3 separate regions of the Mus musculus genome follow, and all the other regions are linked to region 2. Evidence: chromatin contacts called from public HiChIP or PLAC-seq data. All regions are on one chromosome and are shown on one strand. Each heading gives the region's core, a stretch centred on a gene start, on an enhancer-like site or on the middle of the called end of the contact. The rest is flanking DNA. Distances are from core to core; before and after follow the strand shown.

Region 1 (4,334 bases), core at 686-3,185, 130 kb before region 2:
TACCTGGCTTGCACACACACACACACACACACACATACACACACACACACACACACACAGAGAGAGAGAGAGAGAGAGAGAGAGAGAGAGAGAGAGAGAGAAAACAGGTTTCAGTGTAATTTTTTTTACTATTCCTTTATTTAAAGAAACTTGCTTAGCAATGGCTACTCTCAAGCAACCATTTGTGTCTCCTGAATGGCTGGATGAATTGGATGAAATTTTTTTCAGAGTTTAAGTTGTGAGAGGCCAGGAAAGTGTTTTAAGTGTAAATTTGAGGGGGAAGGGGGACATGATCAGGATGAGGAGGAACTGTTGAAGGGTGGACAACGACTGGGCTATAAAAAAAGATTAAAGAATATTTAATGGGGGGGGGGTGCACAGGACTGAATCCCTGAGGACCAGTAGAAAGGATGGAAACAGGCAACTTAGGGAGGTAGGAAGTGTGTGTGTGTGTGTGTGTGTGTGTGTGTGTGTGTGTGTGTGTGTGTGTTGGGGGTGCGGGTGGGGCTCTAGAATATACCAGAGACCTGGAGGTGAGAGGACTCAGAGGGAGGAACCTTAGAAGAAGTTCCCAACACTGGGGAGAGTCCACCTCCAGCAGAAAGACAGGGCATCAAGTGGAGGGATGGGGTTGCCATTCCACAGTAAAAAAACTAACCCAGAATTGTTCCTATCTAAAAGACCTACAGGGACAAAAATGGAGAAGAGCCTGAAGAAAGGAGATCCAGTGGCAGGTTCAAATTGGGATCCATCTCAAGAGGAGGCTCCAAGACTTGACACTGTTACTGAGGCTGTGGTGTGCTTACAGACAGGAGCCTAACATGGCGGCCTCCTAAGAGTCCCAGCAAGCAGCTGACTGAGACAGATGCAGATACTTACACCCAACCAATGGACAGAAGCTGGGATCCCCTGTTGTTGAATTGGGGAAAGCTGGAAGAAGTCAAGGAAGAGGGTGAACCCATAGGAAGACCAGCAGTCTCAACTAACCCAGACCCCTAAGGTTTCTCAGATACTGAGCCACCAATGAGGCAGCATACACCAGCTGATATGAGGCCCCCACCATATAGACAGCAGAAAACTGCCTGGTCCTCTCAGTGAGAGAAGATACACCTAACCCTGGAGAGACTTGAGGCCTTAGGGAATGGGGAGGTCTGGTGTAGTGAGGAATGGGAGTGGGGGTGTGAGTGGGGACATCCTCTTGGAAATGGGGCAGGAGATAGGGTCAGGAGAAATGTGATGAGCTACTATCAGAGGGTGGTCTGGGAGGGGGAATAAAGACTGGACTATTAAAAAAAGATTAAAAAGTAATAATAGTAAAGAAAAATGTGTAAATGTGAGCTGTAAAGGTCTAAGAAATTGAATTAGGCTGTGTAAAACAATGGGAAGTGTTTCAGACTGTGGCCCACCCCACCCCTGCTCTCTGTGCTATTGTTGAATTAAGACTGCAAGAGTTCAGAGCTTTAACATTAATCAGTGCAGTTCTGATAACTATTAATCCAAGTCTGCCATAACATTGGCATATCAGTCACAAGTGCAAATTTTTAAATTTCCTTTGGTTGTTTTCTAAATATAGACTTAAAAGTGCTTCTCACTCATGCTAAAAATTGTCTTGTTCAACTATACTTCCAGTTCTCTGGATACAAAGTGTTAATGCATTTAACCTAGAATCGTAGCTTTGGGTTCCCACACTTTTCCTACGATTCAAAAGTGTGAGTCTACTGACTCTTCTACAATGCACTCTTCAGTACAGATAACAGTGGTAATTTGTAAACTTTAAAAATTCTTGTAAGTTTCAGACTTGGATACAGCTGTCACAGGTCAAATGGACTGAAGACAAGTACTCCTGTCAATCAACAGACGAAGTTTCTCTCTGCCCCTCCCTATTCCTGAAAGTGGGCTTTCTTCCTCTTCCCTTGGTTTTGGGACTCTTCCACTTCCCCAAACCAGGAACCATGGACCTAGAAGTTTCAAGGGTACACCCAAGATAACAACTTTCCTTCCTCTAAGCTCCGTAACTTTACTTTCTTCCTCTTTCTCCTCTTCTTCCTCCTTTCTTCCTCCCCCTTCTCCTTAGAGCAGTCATGTTCTTATTCCTATTCAATGTGAAAATATTATTTCTCACTGAGCATGTTATAAATACCTTAGTGTCCATTTTCAGTATCTGTTAGGCAAAATTAATAGCTAATAGAGTAAGAAAGATTGCATTTATCCAAATTCAAATGATTAAACATCCTTAAAATAGAATCTGTAGATAGAGTGGATCTAATGTTAACATTAAAACATAGTTAGAAGACAAAAGGACCCCAGTAAAACCACAAAGACCCAGAGCATTACATAACTTCATGAGGCCCATGTCTTACAAGTTCCAAAAAGGACTAACAAACTTTTCTATTTTGTTAATGAGAGGCAAACAAAGCATTTTAGCAAGGAGGGATCAGTTGCTGCTGGCCTTTGAGGCTGGCTTACCCTGCCTGGGTTTTCTGAGGAAATACTGCCGGTGTGAACTTTCCAAATGTTCTTTGGCCCTAGGATGGTCGGAGGCCTTGCAAAGATGTCAAATGCTCTTCGTATAACCACTAGCCACGCTGCAGTTAGACAGAGAGCTGCAGCCTGCCACAGCCCTTTTATCTCATTTTCCTTTAGAAATTATATAGCCCTTTAAGAAACAGAAAACTTTCTTTTAATTGACAGTGTTGGAGCTAGAAATCTGGGAATATTTTCACAGTCCTTAAAAGCTTTCTGGCCTACATTTAGCCTTTGGAGATTGCCTTCCCCTGCCCTCCAATAAAGTCTGTCCTGCTTGTCAGTGTTGACCCCTTTGGTTAGCACATTGCCCTCCCTTGAAGCCTAGGACCCATCTCAAAAAAATTAAGGAGATAAGAGGCCGTATGAAAGCTCTTAAGATACTTCACATTTGGAGCAAACAATGGACTATTTACTTGCCTTATCTTAGGATGGGTGTTCCCTCAGTTCATTAGGGAAGGGCCAGGGTAGAGGAAATTTACACAAGGGACTGGGCCCCACAAATCTCCTAGGAAGTAGCTAGATCTTCAGGGTACCAGCCCCTGTGACCTCAGCCAAGCCAGCCAGACGCCAAACAGAAGATATTGTTTCAAGTAAACCTTTTCTCTTTATGTTGAGCCTGAGTGTTTTGTAACTGAAATGAGAGACATGTATGTTGGGGGGTATTGTTAAGGTTTCTGTATCATACGTGTATGGAAACAACTAAAGATTACTCAAAAGAAAGTAGAGTTTATTTTTTGAGGAGCTGATACAGTGTGGTAATTAGCCACTATCAACAGCATTTCTCAGTAACTCAGAGCAAAAAAAAAAAAAAAAAAAAAAAAAGCAACAAACAAACAAACAAAAGACTTATGGTGATAAAAAAGATTTGTAGATGCAAATCCTGACTGCGAGCTTTTGGAAAGGGGATGCAGAAGTGAGTCCGTTGGAAGCAGAGCTAGGATCAGTTTGAGGAGCACATTTGCTTCCAGGAGTTCTATCGTGAGTTAGAAGCACAAGCAAAGCTGGAGAGCTGGCTCGGGGCTTAAGGACACTGAATGCTTGCTCTTTCAGAGGACCTGGGTTCAATTCCCAGCATCTACATGGTGGCTGACAACTGTAACTTCAGTTCCAGGGTTTCCAATAGATTCACACATACATGCAGGCAAAATAGCAATCAAAAAAATATATACCTCTAGGCAGAGCTTTATAATGATAGAATAATTCAAATTAAAAAAGAAAAAGAAAGAAAGGCACAGGCAAAAGTTAAGGAAGCTGATGGTTATTGAGTGAGACCCAAAGGAGGCTCTGCTTCCCTGGGACGGTTCTTGTCCAGTTTGGGGGTCAAAGTTCTATTACTATGTGGTCACACTGCCCTTCGTGTGGTTTTTCATCCCCATTTTAAAATAAAATAGTTTCTAAGAAACCTAGAAGAAAGTAACCATAAAATTGTGCCTAGACGTTAACTCTAGAACAGTTTGTATTTTAAAGGAACACCAGAGGTTTTCTAGCCCAAGCCATGTCCTTGAAAGAAACTTTACAAAATAACATAAAAAATGGAAACTGATTGGGAGCTAGAAATAAAAACTCCCCCAGTGCTATCTGTTTTTGTTGATCCAGTTTCAAAATGGTGTTATAAAAGACTAAATCGTCTGACAAGCAATCTGCCGATCCGTTTCTGAAAAACAAACAATTCCACCAGATCAGACAGAAGAGCAATAGGAAGAGCCAAGAAAGGCTTAAGGGTCGCTACGAAGATAGAGAAAAATGTAGATAAGAGAACTGCTTTGTAAACTAAGCCGGAGAACCAGGGCTGTTGCACTGCATGGAAG
Region 2 (4,336 bases), core at 271-2,770:
ATTAAGGTGATTCCCCCCTCCCCCTACCTCCACAAACAAGTCCATGGGCCAACCTCACCCAGACAATGTCTCAGGCAGGGACTTTTTTTTATTTATGAGTACACTGTAGATGTCTTTAGACACACCAGAAGGTATCAGATCTCATTACAAATGGTTGTGAGCCACCATGTGGTTGCTGGGAATTGAACTCAAGACCTCTGGAAGATCAGCCAGTGTTCTTAACCTCTGAGCCATCTTGCCAGCCCCTCAAGCAGGGTCTTCTTTAGGATCTCCCCGCAAAGTAATTTCAGGTTGAGGCAAATTGACATGTAAAGCAGCTAGAACGATAGTCAAGTACAAAATTAGCGTTAGTAGTCTACAAGTGCTCTAAAAAACAGGGCAGAGGCACATCTCAGCAGGAATTAGCAGGGACATTCCCATTGCATGGAAGACACACTAATAGAGATGATGAGAAAGAGAGAGGTAGAGAAGAAAGCCTGAGTGAAAGTGACTTGTGTCAAAGGGACAGGTTCAAAACTGCCCTTGGAGCAGGCACATCCTTACTGAAGCACACAAAGAATTCCTTATTGCACAACACTGTATGTTGGCACGAAAGTCCACGTGAAGCAGTTCCATGCTGACCTTGTCTTCACTGAGGCAGGAGGATAAACATTGTCTTCAAAACAACCTGATTTGGAATTGGTGCTCATGCCCAGGCCATAGTTCCCATCCCTTAGACTTAACTACAGTCCACATTTAAAGTTCACCTTTTAACATACACGCGCACGTTCTGCTTCCAGCTTCATGGGAAACATTTGATAGGCGTTGCCCATCTAAGATGCAAATCCTAGTTGTACAATGAACTAGCTGGGAGACAAAGGGGGTCTAGAGGATGACCTCCTCTGCAGGCACAGCAGGATCTTGCTGATAGCAGAATAATGCACCTCACCCACCACTCTGCGCAACGGAAGATCCCTAGCATTCCCTTCTCTACCATAAAGACAGAAGCCAAGAATGACAGGGAGAGTTCATTTCCTTGCTCTGTCTGGTAAAATAAGCGTCAGGTTGAATTTGTAAATAGGCTTCCTGAGTATTTTCCTGTCTTCTGCCTCAGGTCCCTTTAGGCAACAGTAGAAAGACCCCTAGTAATGGCACCTCAGTACACAGGAAGAGGGATCTACAGGGCACAGAGAGAGATCTACAGGGCCTTTTGGTCCTTTGGGTGGGCAGTCCCTCTGCCGAAGAAGAAAGCGTCCCGCCCTGCATGCTGGCTTAAAACTTAAGGGCAAAACAAAACAAAACAAAACAAAATCAAAAAACAAGAACAAACGAAAGACAACTTCCCCAAACCAAGCAGATTTCGGGAATCACTACAGGACATTTGTGTGAACAGTCGGAGTATTCAAAGTCCAGGTTGATACAGAACCTTCTCTCCTAGGTTCCAGATCCCAGGTTGTCATGGGATATGTTAGTTTCTTCGTTGAGTAAGAAATAAACAGCTTTATGTGAGACACAACTCTGAACTAGGACTGCCCCTCCCAGCGGTCAGCTGGGGCTGATACTGTCCAGGCGTCGCCCAAGGGAAAAGGTTGTGGCAAGGTCGCTCAGAAAACGCGGGAGGAGTCTGGCGTTGATTGATGCTGGGAAGGGACCGAATGAATAAAAGTACTTGTCTGGGGACAGCAAAGACCCCGCTCAAGCTGCTGAGGATCCGCTGCCTGGCATTCTCTCGGTCTTTTGTCAGAGCCAGAGCTGCATTCAGTTGCGAGAGGCCTGTTTAGGAGCAGCTGGACGCCTGCTGAGAGCCGCAAGCTCCCTAGGGCAGTTGACAACCTGGGAAGGAGGTTCCCTGCTCGTGGCGCTGCTCCTGGTGCTTCCAATCCGCACGAGGTAACGAACCATCCTGGTTTAGCTTTGAATTAACATCTGTGGCTGAACCGTGCTTTGGGGCTTCCGCTTTGCTTAGTGGTTCGGGGGTTTTTTAATTAGTAAAACTTACACACGACAGCGATTTAAACCGAGATTGGGTTGTAAGGCGAGTGTTTGAAGTCACTGGGACAGCACAGAAGTTGGTGCTGATCTGTTATTCTCTCGGTTCTTGGCTGAGTGCATTGACGTATGCCCTTGGCCGCTAGGTGCCTTCACTCCGGGTCCCCAAGCTTAGCTAAAATTGGGCTTGCTTCTTCCCGGCACATACGAGTGTTCTTTCATTGGGACACGCACCCTCCCCAGTCTGGAACACCCCCTGCCCGAATGCTCCTCCCCACCGACTGGTCTACGGCAGGGCTGGGGATTAAAACTCTGCGAGCAGGGTCCGGGAGGAGACTGAATGCAGACCAGCGGGTGGCGTGCGCCCAAGTTCCCCACTGGCGCGCAAACTTAACTTACTGTTAAGGCGCGGGTAGAGGCAACCGGGCTAGTGTGTTTTCAGAGGCTTGGCTGGGGTAGCTGACTTAAGTGTCCTGTCTTCACTCCCCAGTTGGTCTCCAGACTGAAAACAGCAGAGCGGCTACCAGACTCTCACAGGAGCAAGCTGTAACATGCAATCGCCCGCAAGCCGGTGCGGACGCGCCTTGGTGGCGCTGCTGCTGGCCTGTGGCTTCTTGGGGGTATGGGGAGAGAAAAGAGGATTCCCACCTGCCCAAGCCACGCTGTCACTTCTCGGGACTAAAGAGGTAATGACGCCACCCACTAAGACCTCCTGGACCAGAGGTTCCAACTCCAGTCTGATGCGTTCCTCCGCACCTGCGGAGGTGACCAAAGGAGGGAGGGGGGCTGGAGTCCCGCCAAGATCCTTCCCTCCTCCGTGCCAACGAAATATTGAGATCAGCAAGACTTTTAAATACATCAACACGATTGTGTCGTGCCTCGTGTTCGTGCTAGGCATCATCGGGAACTCCACGCTGCTAAGAATCATCTACAAGAACAAGTGCATGCGCAATGGTCCCAATATCTTGATCGCCAGTCTGGCTCTGGGAGACCTACTGCACATCATCATAGACATACCCATTAACACCTACAAGGTAATGTACCTGATAACGAACGATCTGAGGATCTGGAAACCAAAGGTGGGGTTGTAAGCTGAGTGGTAAAGTGGCAATCTTTAAAGTATTGGTGGTGGTGGGGGGGGGGGGTTAGACACTTTCTCAAGGAGACTGCTCCTCTGCCAATAGTGACAATTGAATTTGAACGAGATTTTCCTGCGGGTTTTCTTAGCCTCTGACAAGTGTAGCTTTCCAGGTAGTGACATTGTTACTATTGGAGATCTGTTAGGAAAGAAGAATTCAGATTCCCTGACCCAGGGTCACTGAATCAGAAGCTCTGGTGAAGATGACAGCAGTGATACATTTTAAAAATCCTTTGTAACTATGACAACATTTAACAGTTGGGAATCACAAGCCTGGAAGTCAGTCTTTCTAGGCACAACCTCTTAAAAGTATGGTCCCCAAAGTGGGATCATGAATATCGTCTGGGAGTTTGTGAGGAGTGCAAATCTGCCCCAAACAGAGTTTGCATCTTGGGTGTACAGATGATTCATGGGTAAGGTAACTTTGGAAAACATGGTTTTCAGGACCCAGAAAGCCTGTCAGTAAGATTTTAGGAAACAATTGGCTTAGGCTAAAGGGGCCTAGAATGGTAAGTAAAAATGTATTTCCTTGATTCGAGTGGCCTTGGATACTCTTCATGGAATTAGTGTCCTGGTCCAAGTGTCAGGTTAGATGCATGACTTCCTTTATCCATTGTGGCAACCCACACATTGGCAGTTATTGCCATTTTACACGTATAATAAGATGTTCAAGGGCCCTCCATGAGTTCAAGGTAGAAAGCAGGCTCTAGTACCTCAGATTCCCAGATGTAAGCTTTGCGACATTATCTCTGATATTTCATGGTAATGCATAAGACACGGTCAGGACAGTGGAGAACTCCGTAATAAAGTCAGTAAAATTGTCAGTAGTAAGCAATATGGTGGTTTGCACAGCTATCAGAAGAAATAGGCTCAGAGAAGAAATCGGCTCAGAGGACAAGGCAGGACATGTACATCCACGCTGTTGACTCCAGGTGGTTTTAGAAGTCAGTACAGCATCCTGGCATGGGGGTCTCCTTCTCTTCTATTTCCCGATGCAGCTTCTAGTGCCCACCTAGGGGGTGTTTGTGATGTTAATAAAAACAGACTGACTGGGCAGTGGTGGCACACACCTTTAATCCCAGCACTTGGGAGGCAGAGACAGGTGGATTTCTGAGTTCGAGGCCAGCCTGGTCTACAGAATGAGTACCAGCACAGCCAAGACTACACAAAGAAACTCTGTCTCGAAAAACCAAAAATAAAATAAAATAAAATATTTTAAAAAACCAGACC
Region 3 (4,485 bases), core at 1,931-4,430, 160 kb before region 2:
ACACCACACCACAGAGACACGTACATATAAACATATATGCAGTTTCTTGAATTCTTTCTTTATTGTTGAGTCATAGAGTCTTAACTAAGACCCTGATTTTGTTGATGTTGATGCATAGCCAAGATTCACATGATTTTCTGAATCATTAACCATCAATTATTAAAAATTGTAAAATTGTGTTCTTGGTACTAAAAGTTGATGTGTCATACTGACACTTATTACTGTAATGAAGGAGAATGTATGAGTCGCAGCTACTTCTCAGAAACTGACTAACTCATGACTTGCTTCTTGTTTTGCCCTTACTGTCAGGACCCTTCCCTTTTTCATCAGCACCTTAGGCTTCTAGAGAGAAGGAAGGAAAAGACAAAGAACTCATGAGTTCACAAATTTGCAGGGTCATCACCTAACAATAACATCTGTAGGGATTTCGGTGGGGATATTCATAAGGGAAGTTGGAGGAAAAGGGGGTGGGGGGAGGCTGTTGCTTAACATCTGCCTGGCCACTAGTGCTGGGTCATGATGGGACCAGCCTTTATTGACAATGTGCTGTCATGGTAACAGCACACTAGGGATCCTGAGGTCCCCAGGGATGGTGTGCACAGCTTGAGCTAGCTTAAGGACACTGGATCATTATTGGTACCATTTCTAGCACTGCTTGCTTATTCTCTTATTACTTCATAGAAATACAAAGTTCTCCGTGCATGATTTTCAGGGTTTGTTTCCCAAGCTATCCTGCAAACCTAGATTAGAGCCCACTTCTAATTAAAACGAAGTACGCTGTTTTTCACAGCAGAATTGAATCTTACCACTTTGAGGATTTATCCTACAGAATTTTTGCTATCCCCAAATTCCAATTCACCATAGAAGAAGTTCTATAAAGTGGCTTTTGAAGACCTTTTTAGTGGGATCACAAGACGAGCAGATGCTTCCATGGCTCTCTTAAGACTGTCATGTGTGTGGACTGATGCATGTTTGTAGCTTATCACCTCAAATAAACCCTAGCTTGCTGAATGAACAAAGCAAGGAAAGGAGAGACCAGAACAGGATGATCAGTCAGGAATCCCTGCCTTTTCCAGTCTACTAGCTTCTCTTATATATGGATCCTCTCTCTGCTTCAGATGGAGTGAACGTGTTTCCATAAATTTCAAATTCCCATTTTATTGAATTCAGCCTACTATGTGCTAAAGTGCTTAGAAACATTAAATGCACTCTAACCATGTATGTACACACAGATGTCAAATCATCCTTTTTTAATGAGCTATTGTGCTTCCTTTATAGACAAGGTCAAGAAGAAGGTGCTCATGATAGTGGGGAAATGAGTAACTGAGACTTAGAATTTGAACTATCCTTAACACTTTGACTGAATGGTGTTGGACTTTGGTGTTACCTGTATTTTGTTGTGTTGTGGGCTCCCTGTGAGTAGACACATGCTGCATCTCACCAGAAAGTTTTGTAACACAACAGTAATGTCGTAGTCAGTCTCTCTAGTTTTTAAGACCTTCATATCTGTTTTTTCCTCACGCACTTCAAGTAAACAAGCGAACACGAGGTATTAGAGGTTCAAACCGTTCATAAGTTAAAGAGTCGTGATGTAAAATAAAAGATGTAATAAAAGAAAATGACTTTCTTGTGTTTCTGCTAGAAACTTTGATATATGCTCCTATTCCTGAAAAAAAAAAAACTTCATGCCACCAATTTTCAATTACATTTATAAATTCTAATATCAGTGCATAGTCATATATGTAACTATGTATTAGAATATGGGGGCCTAGATGTCCTGCAATGTGCTTTTTTCTCAAGGTGGAAAACCAGGAAAGCAGCAACCAGTCTGAGGCAAAAACATGAGAGCCAACAAACCAATGGTGTAGGTTCTGGAGTCTGAGACCAGAGAGCCTTACTTTGTGATGGTGCAGAGCCAGAGAAGATGAATGCTTCAGATGAAGGAGAGAGAGAGACAGAGACAGAGACAGAGACAGAGAGACAGAGAGAGACAGAGACAGAGAGAGACAGAGAGAGACAGAGACAGAGAGACAGAGACAGAGAGATAGAGAGATACAGGGAGCCCTGCCTTCTTTTATATTCCTTATTATTTGAAGCTATGTCAGAACTAGATGGTGACCAGACAAATGGGCAACAGCAATTTTTCTTTCTTTAATTACTAATTCAAATGCTGATATATTCCACAAATACCTTCATAGAGAAACTAAGGAATGACAGTTTATTTGCTGAGCACCATTTAGTATAATCAGATTGACAGGAATATTACCCATATGTTAATAGTCACACTCTCTCCCTCTCCATGTTCTAAGTGGCCATTTGAAACCACCAGTCTGCTCTCCATTTCTACGCCATGTCACTGCATGTCACTGCCATGTCACTGCACACAATTTTAGGAGGAACCATGCTTTTGGGGACTGCATTGTTCACCGCCATCTCTGGAATGTATGCTTGCTCTTGAGTTAGTAGCACTATCAGGGGAAGGATGTGATCTTGTTGGAGAAGGTGTGTCACTAGGGTTGAGCTTTGATGTTTCAAATCCCAAGACAGGCCCTATCTGTCTGTTTGTCTGTCCGTCTGTCTGCCTTTTTCTCCCTTCCTGCTCCTTGTGCATGGGATATAAACCCTCAGCTGCTGCTCCAGGCCATGCCTGCCTCTTTGTCTGATACCATGCTCCCCACCATAGGCTTTACTAACCTCTAGAATTATGATCCACTACATCAAATGCTTTCTAAATCATGGCATTTCTTCACAGTAATAAAAAAGTAACTAAGACACTTGGGAACTCATTAGTGAGCAGCTCCTTGGTTTGGTGCGTTCCTAGAACACGTATACCCTCCAGTCTCTCTTCTCTACAGCTCCAAATCCTCTCATCACCTGTATATGATTCCTATCCAATTATACTTAATGTAAGGATTAGGATAATTGCATCTTCTTTCCATTGTCCTATTCATTGAAATGTCTTGACACATTTTAAAATGTACTATTAAACAAATAAAGCATTAATATATTTTGACTCTTTGTTCTATGAAAACTTTTTCCAAACTTGTATTTAAATGAAGTTTTGCTGGGATAGTTGTTTCCTATTGAAGAAAATTATTTCACAATCAATAATACAAGTTCCGTAAGTTCAAGCTTTGTGGATTTATTTACCAGCAAGATTTCTTCCACACACTGAACATGAAGAATGCACTTCATCATGTGAACTACTAATGACTTCCTCTTTGGGATGACAACCCTCTCTAATCAGCTGGAAGATGTCCAACTAAAACTAGCTTACTAAAATATACATACTTCAAACTTTCATGCCTCTGCATTAATTTTAAAATTACACTTAAAGTTAAATATATATTTGTTATATATGCATATTAATGAAAATACCCAGTTTTGTTGAGCATAGTGGCACATGTCTTTAATCCTAGAACTTGGGAGGCTGAGGCAGAGGCAGAGGCAGAGGTGACAGAGGAGGCAGAGGCAGAGGTGGCAGAGGCAGAGGTGGCAGAGGAGACAGAGGAGGCAGAGGAGGCAGAGGAGACAGAGGAAGCAGAGGAGGCAGAGGAGGCAGAGGAGGCAGAGGAGGCAGAGGAGGCAGAGGAGGCAGAGGAGGCAGAGGAGGCAGAGGAGGCAGAGGCAGAGGCAGAGGCAGAGGCAGAGGCAGAGGCAGAGGCAGGCTGACAAATAGATCATTGTGTTAGAGACTAGCCTTATCTACATAGTGAGACCCTGGGTTTTTTGTTTGTTTGTTTGTTTGCTTGCTTGCTTGCTTGCTTGTTTTGTTTTGTTTTGTTTGTTGTATTCTATGCATTCCAGAATTGAAAACCTAAAACTATTTTGAACAGAGTTATATAATCTTTTGCTTTTTTATTATTTGAACATTTTATACATGCATTTTGATCAAATCTAGCTCCATTCCTCAGTCTCTAATCCCTCCCTTATTTTTCCAGCATTATTTCCTCCAAACTCCATGGATTTTTTTTTTTTTTTATCCCATGGAATCCATTTAGTTCTGCCTGTATATGAGTGGACATAGGGTGATGCACTAGAGGCAGTGTAGCCTCTCAGAAGTTGTATTCCCTAAGGAAAACTGACTCTTCAAGCAGTCATCAATGGCTTCACAGCGTAGAAAAGGGCTTCATGAAGCTTTCTATGATCTATGCTAGGATTTTGCTCACCTGATCTTATAACATATTTTGTGCATGCAGTCACAGCAGGTATGAGTTGATATGTTCACAAAAGTATAGTACAGCTAATACAGAAATTAGTGTGGAGGTTTCTTGAGAAACTAAATTTAGTAATTTTAGTAACTATTAGGATTTTAGTAAAGACCAAGCTATACCTAAGCTATATGAAAAGGTATTCAAGTTCTGCTATAGAGATAGTTGTGCATCCATATTTGTTTCTCATCCTTTTCCATTGCAAAGAAATGGAATCCATCTGGATATCCATGAGCAGATGAATGGGTCATGAAGACATAGTCCATGTGTACAA

What was found. HiChIP or PLAC-seq counts read pairs in DNA pulled down with a chosen protein or histone mark.
Region 1: a contact with region 2 is called in an H3K4me3 HiChIP or PLAC-seq map of bone marrow-derived macrophages, with 6 times the contacts expected there. The contact joins the enhancer-like site here to the promoter of Ednrb in region 2. A contact is called at or near these places in 1 of 39 promoter capture datasets (liver), 4 of 484 Hi-C or Micro-C datasets (bone marrow-derived macrophages, nephron progenitors and uterus), 2 of 115 datasets of contacts at active chromatin or transcription factors (bone marrow-derived macrophages and heart atrium) and 3 of 9 other capture datasets (adipose tissue, liver and macrophages).
Region 3: an H3K4me3 HiChIP or PLAC-seq map of bone marrow-derived macrophages shows a contact between it and region 2, with 7 times the contacts expected there. The contact joins the enhancer-like site here to the promoter of Ednrb in region 2. A contact is called at or near these places in 1 of 39 promoter capture datasets (macrophages), 5 of 484 Hi-C or Micro-C datasets (adipose-derived mesenchymal stem cells, bone marrow-derived macrophages, nephron progenitors and 2 more), 6 of 115 datasets of contacts at active chromatin or transcription factors (bone marrow-derived macrophages, cardiomyocytes, differentiating embryonic stem cells and 2 more) and 5 of 9 other capture datasets (adipose tissue, bone marrow-derived macrophages, liver and 2 more).

Annotation. Positions count from the first base shown.
Region 1 is chr14:103,976,617-103,980,950 of GRCm38.p6, reverse strand. 4930432J09Rik (RIKEN cDNA 4930432J09 gene) reads left to right here. Exons shown (of 3, transcript NR_045953.1): 3 at 682-3,323. Among named protein-coding and RNA genes, the nearest start is that of Gm41238, 28 kb to the left of the region's middle. Within about 2 kb of position 1,935, at least 9 of the 459 cell types and tissues checked have an H3K27ac peak or open chromatin away from gene starts, as enhancers often do. A contact at or near this core is called in adipose tissue and bone marrow-derived macrophages, where this site is marked.
Region 2 is chr14:103,841,660-103,845,995 of GRCm38.p6, reverse strand. It overlaps Ednrb (endothelin receptor type B), which reads left to right and starts at 1,520. Exons shown (of 8, transcript NM_001136061.2): 1 at 1,520-1,869; 2 at 2,459-3,002. The coding sequence starts at 2,520. The region is part of intron 1 of Gm35197 (a long non-coding RNA gene); the gene reads right to left.
Region 3 is chr14:104,001,361-104,005,845 of GRCm38.p6, reverse strand. The region is part of intron 1 of 4930432J09Rik (RIKEN cDNA 4930432J09 gene); the gene reads left to right. Among named protein-coding and RNA genes, the nearest start is that of Gm41238, 3.6 kb to the left of the region's middle. Within about 2 kb of position 3,180, at least 1 of the 459 cell types and tissues checked has an H3K27ac peak or open chromatin away from gene starts, as enhancers often do. A contact at or near this core is called in bone marrow-derived macrophages, where this site is marked.